4 separate regions of the Mus musculus genome follow, and all the other regions are linked to region 2. The links are chromatin contacts, called in public Hi-C and HiChIP or PLAC-seq maps. All regions are on one chromosome and are shown on one strand. Each heading gives the region's core, a stretch centred on a gene start, on an enhancer-like site or on the middle of the called end of the contact. The rest is flanking DNA. Distances are from core to core; before and after follow the strand shown. Region 1 has its middle 210 kb from the start of Gm24295. Region 2 has its middle 57 kb from the start of Gm41009. Region 3 has its middle 300 kb from the start of Gm24295. Region 4 has its middle 300 kb from the start of Mir3961.

Region 1 (2,946 bases), core at 161-2,660, 310 kb after region 2:
CTAAATTGTTCCTTAACATTCCTCTCAAAGAAATGCCCTCTCTTGCAGCTAGGCTAGTAGTTGTGAGCAACACTATGTTAGCATTGCCTCTCTTGAGGATTTAACTATCATAGGTAATGAAGATGTGAAGAGTGAATCCTTTCCCAAATTATAGCACAAAAATTTATTCATATTTCTCTTTATTTTCTGAGTTAGTAGATTATGTAGATGTAATAGATTCAAATTGTTTGTTTAGCCACTTTTAGCAGTAGAAAGCCTTTCTTCATAAAAGTCCATGTGGGATTTTGAGGTTCAAGTTAGCTGTAAAGAATTGGGGCACTATGTCTTCATTTTCTTCTCCAGGTTGTGTCTCTAGATTATTTCTGTCCCATACAAAGATAAAAGCCAGGATATCACGGGCCCAGGAGTCTGCCTATATAGAGAAGCTACTAAGTCCCTAAAGCAAAATTAGAACAATACAGTGTTGATTTATTAAATTGTAGAAAGAGATTACACTGCCTTTTATCATTTCAACACTGGACTCTGAGCTATTGTTTAGGTAACATGACTTAAATCTTGGATTGATTTTGGCTTTTTCAGTGAGTAGATTTCCTTTAAACCAGAGATTCAGTGGGAAATTATTTGTCAGTAGGAAGGAAATCCTTTCTTGGTCATGTTTGAGGAGAGTTCCCATAGTGACGTAGTGACCGAGTGTGCTTCCTTTCTGCCTTCATATCTTTATTTCTCCCAAGGAAAAACAAATATCTAAGCAAATCTTTAAGAAAACCCATCAAGCTCCAGAGGTTCAAGTTTTCAGAGGTCGGAGCTGATGCTCCTTGAACTGTGTGGTTCAGGCTCTCCTGAGTCTGGTGTTCAGCTTACACCTTTCCCAGGTGGTGGTCCCCTCTGCTTTTTCTCAGCACCATCAGCCATCTTGTGCTCAAGGTCATTTGAATCACACAGTTAACCTGATACTTTTGTATTTTCCAAAATATCATAAATAGTTTCCACCTCCAGTTTTTTTAGAAGGGGAAAAAATCTGGCTTCAGTTGTTAATTTCCTCTGTTCTGTCAAGATTAGGCTAGTAGTTCTGAGTAATTCTGGCTCATTTTCTCAAGGGACTAGGCCTGAAATAATCCAATGTTTATTTTTATACAATTTCTCACAGTACTACAACATTGCAGTGACTTCCTGGGATGTTTCTAGTTTTTCGCAGGCCAAGAGGCCATTCTCAGAGGTAGCTCCTTCATGTAAACCTAAAAATGGCACTTTCCCACATTATAGTTATCAGGAAGTTTAAAGTTCACTGGCCCTCATCTCTTTTCTTTTCTGTCACAGGGAGAGGAAAAAATATGGGGCAGTTCCAGCTTCCAGCCAGTCATTCCACAGCAAGACTTTGAAACCTGGGAAAGAAGAGGGAGGCTGCAGTGTATCTTGGCTGGGAGATGGCTGGACTGGGAAACAGGACTCTCTGTCATTCCCTGTGTCAGTCTTGGAGTGACCCTGACCTCTTCCCAGCATTCCTGACCCCACCTCTAACTTGGAGGAGATGTTGATCATCATGTAACTCTGAGAGCACTCTCTTAGTCATGAGACAGCAATAAAAAAAATAAAACAAATTGGTTTTGGAAGGCTGGATTTATCTCCATAATTGGGCCTGAACCTGTCTTCTCAATTTGTATTGAACAACTCATAGTTCAATGCTCCTGATTTAAGGCCAGATGGTGGACTCACTGTCCCTCAGCACAATGTTGGGCATTCTCTATGTCCTTCCTGAGTACGTGCTGCTGTTTCTGCTGGAACGTCAGTTCACAGCCAGTTCTTTAGTCCACTCTTCATCTGAAATCATCTGACTTTCCCATAATATTCCACATGGATGTAATATCTTGCTAGTATGTTTCTGGCATTATTATAACTTTTTTCTGTTTTGTATTTTACATTTCTCCTAACACAGAGTAAGTACATGAATACATTCAAGCATCTACCTGAATTATGTCTAGATCAAGTGCTTAGTAGTTCAAGTTTGAGTTTAATGGCTTCATGAACCTCCATGGACACTCTCATGTATTTTGAAATTTTATCTAAAAATGTGTGTGTGTGTGTTGTGAGTATTCAGGTGCACAAAGTAGGCAATAAAAATATGTTTGAAACAGTCTAGAGCATTAAACTTGATCCTAGAAGGCAAAAATTGCAAATTTGTGTTCAGGTCCAGAGCTATATTAAGTTTATTGTTTCATAACCAGTCCAGTCTATTTCAGTGTATTGTTTTCTGCACAAGGTCTCCTTGTAACCATGCATCAGAATAGACTGTTGCCAGAATCTTAAAGTGTCAGAGATGGAGTCTTGATTACTTGCTTCCTGCCCCAGGGATTCTTGCTGTTAGGATTGTCATTAAACAAAGCAGCCTCCCTGGCATTGTGTTCTGATAAACAATTTGCACCTTGGTAAACTGATTAATGGAATGAGTTTGTTTTGATAATTGATCCTTGACTTGTATTTTAAAGGACAGCAAAACCTTAAAGGATTTCTATATTTGTTATAGTTGTTTTCTTGGAATTTGAGAAGAATTTAGAAATTCTATTTTAAAAAGAACATCTAAAGGTACAAACTTTCAGTTATGGGATGGAAGAGTTTTGAAGGTCTCTGTACAACATGATGTCTAAAGTTAGCAATAACATATTAACATGTAAACTGTGTCAGAAGAATGTTTAAAGTGTTGTATCCCCAAATGGCTATTATATAGGGTGCATAAAAATCTACATTTGTTTCAAAATACATAGTGTAACTTAAATGTGTATAATTTTGGTATTGAAAGTAGAAGAAAAAGAACATTAATAAACAAATTGAGACTGGAGAACATTATTTCAACTGTAATGCATTGAAATTGATATATAAGACTTATCAGAGTTATAAGCTATCAGAACTTGTAGTAAGCCTATACCACTAACAGGGAAGGGGGAACTGGGG
Region 2 (3,056 bases), core at 301-2,800:
AATTTAAAACTATATATCTTTCTTTTGAAGGTTTTCTTTCCTGCACTTATCATAAATGCATAGGAAGTACATCACTAGGCCCGTAAGCATTAATAGTTTGCCATGACTCCCCCTCTACTTTATGTAATTTATGTAAAGCTTAAAGCATGATAAACATAAGAGTCTGATAGCGAAGACTCCTAATACACCAGTGGAGGTTAGTTACTTCAAATGGCTGAAAGGTGTGTATTTCTTATTTCTGAAATTTTTATTATTCTAAAAATTATTTCCAAATATTAATATGATTTCCAATTTATTCAGATGTGTGTTACTATTTGACAAGTTGGCCCTTCCACTGAGGACTGATATATATATATATATATATATATATATATATATATACATACACACACACACATATATATATATATATATATACATTTATTACTATTAAACATCAACATGAGTTGATGAGTGTTTACTTCATAAACCTGGGGTGTAACTCTGCTGCAACAAGATTAGAACCCTGAACCCCGAGAAACACAGAGGCTGATATTGTACATTTTTTGCTATGTTATTCCTGCAGAGAAGATTAACTCTCTTCATGTCATTATTTTACTGATTAGAGCAGTGTTTTTAATATTGTGGGGTATGTTAGTATTTGAAACACACTATTGATAAGGCTATTTTGAGTAATGAAGTAACTGGGCGGATGTTACCATCTGTGAAACAGGAAAACTCACTATCCACATCTGGACCAGATGTGAGTCAACCTTTACCCTGTCTATTCATTGTCTCCTTAACTGAGATGCATACAATACATATGTGGTTGCTTTGTTGAAAAGGCTCTGTGGATATGCTTGCTTTTTTTTTTAAAGCGATAAAACAAACTCCTAGTAATTGTAATTTTTCCATGATATTGTGGAGCAAGAATACAATGATTAACAATATTTCATTGCTTATTTTCTTAGCATATATAAACCAGGACATTATTTTTAAGGACAATTTTGTGAGATGTTAGAGAAAAAAGTGCCATACAAAATAATTGTAGATCACTTTCGACAGTGGGTGATGCTTGGGCGTTTCATAGAAAGTTGTTGTATTCTCTTATTACAACAAATGATTCCAAGCTGGTTTCTTTGGGTTTGAGGTGGGCCCTGAAATTCTTTATATCAAATTCTGTTAAAAATAAGAAAGGAAAACAATAAATGGTCTGGTCTTCTTTTTCAAGTGACATTGTCATTTGTCCAGAAGGGGGCGCTCTCAGCCCGTATGCAGCAAGAGCTCAGAGCAGACAGTCTGATCTGCTGCGAGGAAACTGTCTGAAGGGAAAATATCAACACAAACCATGCGTTTGCCGCTGGAGCACGCTGGACCTCATCTGCTTAAAAAGATGCACGGATATAGTCATCACAGTTCATAATTTAATAAACTGCTAAAAAAACCCACACATTTTCATTTTAGCGACTTTGGTCTCACAACTAAATTCGCATTGCTACAAAGACATTTGAATTTTGCACTAATATGTCATGAGCACGGCACCCACTGCAAATTAATGAGTCTCTGAATAGCACTGTGCATTTGTCATTTGAATTTATGCTAATGTAGTGAGGTCTCCTGGTGATGCTGATAGTCCATAGCAGCCGCTTGAACCAGAGAAGATGTCGGCACATCTCTCTCACTTTATAATGCGATGTCCTCTCTTGGCTTTTCTGTCCTGTCACTTGGGCGGAGATCCTGTAACTGGTTATTGATAGGGCTGCTAATTATCTTTGACTTTACACTATTGGCCTGACCCCCAACACTGGGCAGAGGTAATGGATCAGTGTTGAGAGAATTATGTACATCACACAGTGACAGCCTCGGACCAGGAGGTCAGAAGGAGTTCACTGAGAACCAATGGTATTTGCAAGGGATGTTGATATAGAAACTGTTGACGATTTCCAGAGATATTGTGTAATTTATGTCAATAAGTCAATCTAAGAAAGTCTACTTTTTGCAGATATGATGAACAGCATTTGTTTGTATGTACAAAAATTAGAAGCTCCCTACGCCTTCGTTTTCCTGCTCCTACTGTATTTACATTCAGTCTAAGACAAAGGTCTTAGCACTGCTTCTGGCTATCTGCATCTTCATTATGGTTGTACCCATTTCCCGTTGGTCATGTGTATGTAGTGACACATTTGAGTCTAATGGTAGGATTGCTGGCATATTGGGCATGTTGTAGGAAGGAAAATGAACAAATTACAAGCACTACAGAATGGAACATCAGTTAGTGACAAAAGGTTCTCAGTGTTTTTATCTTTAGCCCCAAGACTTAATTGTGAAATTAATTCCCCCCCCCTTGATTTAGTACTTATATTTGCCTCTCTTCTAGTTACTGAAAATAAAAATGGGCAGTTTACTCTAGTGTATTCAGAAGAATCAGATTTTATGATTACAAATAAAATGAAAAAGCAAATAAAAACTTGAAAGCCCCAAACAAAAGTATGTGTGTTAATTTTGCACCTTTTAAAATTTGTTTTTCGATGGTAGAATGTGTGGTTCGCCCCACTCCAACAGAGACAAACATGCAAACTTTTCTTACTATATTATAACAATTAAAGCACACATATGAGTTTTGATTAAAATATACCATTGTTACCATCCATTCCCAGGTCAAAAATGAAGTGGAGATAAATAAGAGAATTCTTGGATTATCTCCAGTAGAAAAGGCATCCTCTGGCTGATTGGGAGGATCGCTCCTTAAGCGACATCGAGGAGCACGGTATGGAGAACTGAAGGTGACCCGAGATCGTGCAGAGTCCCCAGAATGAAAAGGCTCCTCCTTGAACAATGAACGCTCACAAAGATGAGGAATTTATCTGCCGCATTGCAAGCGGCAGAGGGCAGGGACCCCAGGGGAGGCAAGCGTTGCCTTCCCTCCCTCTAACCTGTTGGCAAGGCTAAGGGTTAAAGGGCTGCTCTGGAGAGCGAAGCGGGGAGTAAGAAGGCAGCTAATAGATTCTTCACTACAGCTCCTCCTGTTTCCCATCAAGGAAGGGAGACGTTTTTCACTCTTCTTGGAAAAACTTTGA
Region 3 (3,296 bases), core at 479-2,978, 410 kb after region 2:
GAAATACAAATCTAATTACTATCAATCCAAACCAGTAATATGCCTAGATTTCTCCCACTAATAAGATTATTCTTAATCCAAGGGTTTCAGTGAGGGGAAGGTCCCTTGGATTCCAAAAGAATAAGCCATATTTAAAATGCCAATTGGAATTACATAAAGGCACCCATCTGAGAACACATGGAGAGCTCCAGAGAACAGGATTCTGGCCTGTGTCTTAGGTTAACAGGGGAAAATGAGATCGAAAAATAACTATCTGCTGAGAGAATGAATAAAGGAGTCCTATAACTACAGTACAATGCAGTTTTATTATTCTTACTGTGCTCTGAGTCCAAGTTGCTCAGCCTGTTCCTGAACATGTTTTAATTATCAGGTTCTTTTAACTTGTGACCCCATCTCTGCACAATGGCAATGTTTTAGCATGCATCAGTCTTTGTTGAATTCTTGTTTGAATAGAAAAACCAAATTCAACGTGCAATTTATATTCTACCACTCAATTTCTTTACAAAGCTTTTTTGAACCTTTGTGGTATATCTCAACAGAAACCTAGTACCTAAATATAACTTTCCCCTGTGAAGGGATGACTCTTTTTCTCTTTGTCTGATTAGGCATATATTTTATAATGTAGCATTTGAAGTCTAGCTGTTTGAGCACGTGTGAGTCTTTCATCTCCTCGGACTCTCTATTTCCAAATAATTTCTTTCTTTATTTGGATTAAATGTACATTTGCCTGGATGGCAAACTGAATGACTCAGAACAGCATCCTTCTTGATTGCTACATAAGAATGCATTAACAACTGAGTCATAGATCCATGTGCTGCTTTTGATGATAAATGTCAGAGTCCCATTTTTGCTTTCCTCTCCATGGTATGATGATAATGACCACCAACTTTCACTACTCAGAATTAACTTTGCAGATAGTTACTTTGGGACCTCCAGGTATGGATTACTTACCCAGCAAAGCCTAACCATATTTGTATAGGGCCTAAGTGCAATTACTTGACTGGTAAAATTTCTGATTAATTTTTAAATTCTTATTTATATTTGTAATTTACTGGATGTTAGTATAAAACAAAGAAATATCAGAGGTAATACTGAATCTCATTGTCAGTAGTTATGATTTTGCTATGTATATCATTTATATTCTAAACATCTATTACATCAAATGTAAATTGGCTTCATTATGTCAATTCTGAATTGACTGTAATTTCCATTTCCTTCTGTATTTTCTGTCTGAGTAAATTGAATGGATATATACACCTCTGCTCTCCCTTTATGTTAAGTCCCCTAAATTTTAAATTAGGTCTGTCTGATTTTTTTAAAAGTATTTTAAGTGTCAAGAACTGTAGGAAGACACTGGGCTAATGGGCCTGTTAGTAATCACTCAATCAATCAATACAAGTTTCCCTTGTCAGTTGAATATGTGATGTTACATTTCTCCGAATTGTGGAGACTTGGCAACCCTTACAGTTGCTCGGCACTGGTCTGTGCTGTGTTCAGTTTCATCTTGTGGCCTTTAAGAGGGGCCACCAAATAGCAATTAGCTTGTAATACATCAATTGTGGTAAGAATGAATTAGGTGTTCACTGCTATTCTGGCACTAATTTTTAGAGGGTGGGGCTCATCTTGTGAGGTTTCCTCAGATCCTGCCAATCATTGTCAGGAGCTTTTAAATAGAAACACTTTTCAACACTTCAGAAGCTCTTGAAAAAAGACTTGCACATTTTCTTTTGTTGTCTCCTTAGGATTCTCACTGCTAATGACTACTGCCAAGATGTATAAATGGAACAGTTCAGCTAGGAGAAGAATCTGAGGTTTAAAAAGCCTCTTGCTCTATGACAACTTTCCTTTGATTTTGTGATTGAGTTGGGACAGGAACTACAAGAGGGAAAAACAGATTCCTTAGCCAGATCACAGAGAGCAGCCCAGAGAGCTCTGCATCCAATGTCCTAAGGCTTATTATCCAGAAATTAAATTGTTTGGGAAAGATTTATAATGAATGAGACTGAATATCAAACCTGGAGCTCTTAAATAGAGATATCTGATCTTTACAATTCATGGAAGGACAAATAAAATAGACCCAAATTTGGAATGTGCAAAGAACAGAAATTATTGGTGTTAATAATTGCAAAAGCTACATAAGGCAGGAGTTTGTCCTGGGAAACCACTTAGACAAGAGTGTAAGGGAAAGCTACTTCCATGAGAAAGTTTACACTATGATTCCCAGCCTTTTTTTTTTTTTAAATCTCAAATGACTTTGCTTGGATTTAAGAGCATGGAGTGTACTTAACCCTGTTTTTTACTTTGATGCGTGTATAGATACATATACAATTTTATATTTCCATTGTTTTCAATAGATTGTTTTAGAAATATTTAGTAGATAATTCATTGACAAGTAGTATTGAATATTTAGAACTCTAGTTTATGACAGTTGTTTCATGGGCAAACCAGTGTCATTCATTTCCATAAGAACATTTGGGATGTATGGTAAAGCATAACTAAACTGAAAGTCACTGACACACTCAGACAGCCAATATTTCATCATTTGATGAAGGTTAATATGTGGATGTGCAGTTTGTCTTAAGAAATTCACAGATTGTATTGTGTACCTTAAGGATTGACTTTATATCTTCATTGAAATAAATTGTATATAATTGTCTTTACAAAAGTTATTCTATATGCAGAAACCAAGACTGGCATTGGAGTCTTTCTGAAATCTTGCTTAAATCAATTGAATAAAATATTCATGAAGATACATTTTGTGTGATGTTCCTGTTCTGACTGAATTGAGTTGATGCAGTACCGTCTTGAAATGGCAGAGGAACTGAGCAATCAATAGCGGGAAGCATTGGAACACCAACATTCAGACCCTAATTAGTCAGCTCTCCCAGGTATAACTTGCTTAAGGTTAGGTCTTACATGATGCTGTAGTGTATCTTAGTAGGGATATTAAGTCTTCAAAATCATATAGATTATGGTGCTCCAAAAAAGTATAGGACACGTACAGTGATGGTTAGGAAAATGAAAGAGAATAGAGAAAAGCTGGATAGCCCAATGGTACACTAATTGGGTACAAGCTAATTAGGCCACCCTGTATGCAATTTAATTCACGGATATTGTTTTATTTTAACCTTTCCCTCCCAACCCCTATATGTTAGTAGTAATATAGATAATCAGCAGAATAATAAGAACAAGCTTTTAATCACTGACATAGTTTTGAAAGGTGAGAAAAACTGTGAAAAAAGGAAACAATATTTAGCCAAAGGTACTGGCAAAGGTGTTCATTTCAAAGAGCTAGG
Region 4 (3,299 bases), core at 104-2,603, 450 kb after region 2:
TCATATCATATAAAAAATTAGGAGTAGCTCAAATGTGGTTATTTTACTTGTAACTGACAATACAAGGTACATTAAAGTTTTTTTTTCCCCTTTATTTTTTGAGACATGGTTTCAAACAGCTCTGACTGGCCTGGAAGTTATGTTGTAGATGATCCTGGGCTTAAATTCACAAAGATTGGCCTCCTTCTGACATCTGAGTGTAAGTTACAGAATTTAGGTATTATGTAAACAAAGCTGCCAGTCAACAAATGGACAAATCAATTGAATAGACATTTTTCAAAATAAGAAGCACAAAGGGCTAGTAACCATTTTTAAAGATTCTCAATATCATTAGTCATGGAGTAATTTAAATTAAAACTACTTTGAGAAACTGCTGTACCCTAGTCACCCTAGTCATTATATCTATATGATCAAGAAATCTCACAATTATTGAAGAAGATGTAAAAAGAAAGAAACCCTAGTTCACTATGCAATTACTAAGCCAAATTGTTTTGCTGACAATGCTATTGTGACTCAGTTATCAGTAATGTAATATTTACTTTGATATCATAATAATGAATTAATGATATAACTCGCAATTGCTTTTGTATTGAGTATTGGAAGTTTGTAGTTCTTATACTATATAAGAGATATCATAAGTAAACATTATTGTTATTCTTGTTTGTCTAAGATGAAGCCAGGAGCCACTGAATTCAAGGATATTGCTTTAATCCTACAGTCAGGTAGGAAAAGGGCCTCTCTGTCCTCCCTGGACCACATGGACAAATTCTTGGTCTTCTGACACTGCTTGCATTGCAACATGTGACATGTTGAGCTTGATTCCAGAAGGCAGGATCCATATAGAGAATGTGACTCAAACTTCCTTAGACTGTATTGAATCTAACCATCGATGTTTCTTCAAGATAGTCTAGAAAAACTATTTGTGAGATTCATGAAGACATGAATTATCTGAAAACCAGTCAATGTGAGTCTATCACTTACTTACAACTCAGCATGAGACCATTGAAGTTCTCTAGTTTTGACCTTCTGCTTCACATTAACAGCCAAGAAAAGGGGGTGTATGAAAATTCAGAGAATAGGAAAGAAAAGGAAAGAAATGACTACATAAGTTTGTGAACTTAAAGCACTATCGTATTCTAGAGTAGCTGGAGTTTCTAGCTGATTGTCAATCCCCCATTCTTCTGGTGAACTAGTGGCTAGCTTTAGTTACTCCATCTCTTCTCACTAATCTCCCTTCCACTGTGGAAAATCCTACTGTTTGTTTACAATCCATAGTTTAAAAGAGACTGAACTAAAATTGGCTGCTTCTGGGACATCCCTGCCAATGGATAGGATCCAAATTGGCTCTGCCATGAGAGGCAGCTATGCCCACATAAGGATATTTTGGCTTTGTGCTTCTGTCTTCTTGTTGCCAGGCAGACAATCATCCAGAATAGGAAAATCCAGCCAGGGCAAATGTTTACAGCAAGAGTGGTCATCTGGTTGAAACACTAGTCTGAGAGAAAGGCTATCTGAACATGAGGGGAACCACCTCTCTTCCTGATTGCACCTAGCAACACTGGAAAAAATCAAGTCATTTTAACTTCTTTTTTCTTATTTAATGACAATGACCATAGTACATATATTTCTTTTCTGACGGCACGCGTGCGCGCGCACACACACACACACACACACACACACACACACACACAAAACATAGCATAATTTCCTGAGCTCTAAAAAACATTCTCCTTCAGGTATTTTTCAGGAACTCACATATTACCTGAAGATAGAAAGACAGGGTGTGTGTACAAAGTCACACGTACAAAGCATATGTGTTAAATTGAGATATATACAGTATTTACGTAAAGATGTCTTTATCTAGTCATTGCAGAATAGCTCGTAGCTAAGCCACAACTTTTATAGCAGGAAAGCAAATCAGATTCATCCACGTTGGCTGTGTAAGTGAAGGAGCCACACAGATGGGAAAGAAGCACAGACAAATTGCTTTGGCTCTGCTTTCTTTTATAACAACACAGATATTTTTAGTTTCTTTTCTTCATGCGTTGTGCATGTTTCTGCCTCATATATAAAGTCATTGCACGTTGTCCTCATCATCTTTGCCTTCCTTTGCTATTGGCCTTCCTTTAGCATTCTATTTACCTTCCAGATTTCTGAGATCTAAAAGTATCACTACAAAGTTCATATCTCAGACTTAGATGATGGACAGTTAGAAAAGATCCAGCATTGCAGAAGCATTTCTTGGTGGAAAGGAAGTTTCATGATTGAGATCTAAAAACAGAGAAATGTACTTGTTAAAGGTAAATATGTAAATTCAATAGACCTTTAGAACCCTCAGTTCAATGAATAAGAATAAACATTTTCTATGACAGGTTTTGTGTCAATACTATGAGTGTATTATTAGGTACTGTTCACATGAGCCTCCTACAAGATAACTACTTTGTTCTCACCATCAAACAAATATTAAAAGATGCTGCCTTCCTATTGAGGATCTGGTTAAGTTATAGTGTCAGGCTGGAATTGAATATGTAACCATACAAATTTCACCAAAAATGCCAGCAGTCTTTCTAGCTACAATTATTCAGTGGGATTGATCTCTGACCAAAAAATTAAAGCTATATGATTCAAACTGTAGAGAATTTAAAATTATTAGTCATAGGAAATATGTGACTAACCAAATGTCTTCAGTCTTAAGTATTTACTTAAAATCTATGTCCCTATAAATGCTTACTTCTTATGCTTATAAAATCATTATCTTGAGGAGACCTAAGGGGAAAGCAATGCAATGTCTGTCAGTTAGTGTATGAATACAGAAAGTGGGCTAACTATATCCAATGGAGCATAGATCAGCAGAAAAGAGTAACAAACGACTCACATGGGAACAGAATATAATAACCAGAGAAATGTACTAAGTGAAAGATAACAAAAACTCAAAGTGAACATTGTTTCATGAAGTTTACATGACACTGCTAAAAATCAAATCTGTTCTTAATCTCAATAGACCAGTTGTAACTTAATGATCAGTTGTAAAGAACATGGCTTGCCTTGTTAGAGTTATGATTTTAAAAAGTGGGAAGGTTTGATTTGTTCTGAAGTAGGACCTCATGTAATCCAGGCTGACTTGAAATACTGAGTGTGTAACTGAGGATGGCCTTGAACTTCTGACATGTCTTCCTTCTCTGTATCCCAAGTGTTCGAATGATAGGTTAAGACACCCTACTTTGCTTTGTTGATAATGCTTCAGATAGGATATCGGTGAGAATTGCACACATATATACATGCTGCGCGAGTGTGTGCAT

What was found. Hi-C and Micro-C count contacts between places; a contact is called where the count stands out from the background. HiChIP or PLAC-seq counts read pairs in DNA pulled down with a chosen protein or histone mark.
Region 1: an H3K27ac HiChIP or PLAC-seq map of heart atrium shows a contact between it and region 2, with 6 times the contacts expected there. The contact joins two enhancer-like sites. A contact is called at or near these places in 2 of 484 Hi-C or Micro-C datasets (both in uterus) and 1 of 115 datasets of contacts at active chromatin or transcription factors (heart atrium).
Region 3: a Hi-C map of cortical neurons shows a contact between it and region 2. The contact joins two enhancer-like sites. A contact is called at or near these places in 2 of 484 Hi-C or Micro-C datasets (the HL-1 cell line and cortical neurons) and 2 of 115 datasets of contacts at active chromatin or transcription factors (embryonic forebrain and forebrain).
Region 4: a contact with region 2 is called in a Hi-C map of cortical neurons, with 4 times the contacts expected there. The contact joins two enhancer-like sites. A contact is called at or near these places in 4 of 484 Hi-C or Micro-C datasets (cortical neurons, embryonic fibroblasts and embryonic stem cells) and 2 of 115 datasets of contacts at active chromatin or transcription factors (embryonic forebrain and neural tube).

Annotation. Positions count from the first base shown.
Region 1 is chr13:82,257,426-82,260,371 of GRCm38.p6, forward strand. No RefSeq gene overlaps it. Among named protein-coding and RNA genes, the nearest start is that of Gm24295, 210 kb to the left of the region's middle. Within about 2 kb of position 1,411, at least 11 of the 459 cell types and tissues checked have an H3K27ac peak or open chromatin away from gene starts, as enhancers often do. A contact at or near this core is called in heart atrium, where this site is marked.
Region 2 is chr13:81,942,966-81,946,021 of GRCm38.p6, forward strand. No RefSeq gene overlaps it. Among named protein-coding and RNA genes, the nearest start is that of Gm41009, 57 kb to the right of the region's middle. Within about 2 kb of position 1,551, at least 50 of the 459 cell types and tissues checked have an H3K27ac peak or open chromatin away from gene starts, as enhancers often do. A contact at or near this core is called in cortical neurons and heart atrium, where this site is marked.
Region 3 is chr13:82,353,798-82,357,093 of GRCm38.p6, forward strand. No RefSeq gene overlaps it. Among named protein-coding and RNA genes, the nearest start is that of Gm24295, 300 kb to the left of the region's middle. Within about 2 kb of position 1,729, at least 6 of the 459 cell types and tissues checked have an H3K27ac peak or open chromatin away from gene starts, as enhancers often do. A contact at or near this core is called in cortical neurons, where this site is marked.
Region 4 is chr13:82,391,763-82,395,061 of GRCm38.p6, forward strand. No RefSeq gene overlaps it. Among named protein-coding and RNA genes, the nearest start is that of Mir3961, 300 kb to the right of the region's middle. Within about 2 kb of position 1,354, at least 8 of the 459 cell types and tissues checked have an H3K27ac peak or open chromatin away from gene starts, as enhancers often do. A contact at or near this core is called in cortical neurons, where this site is marked.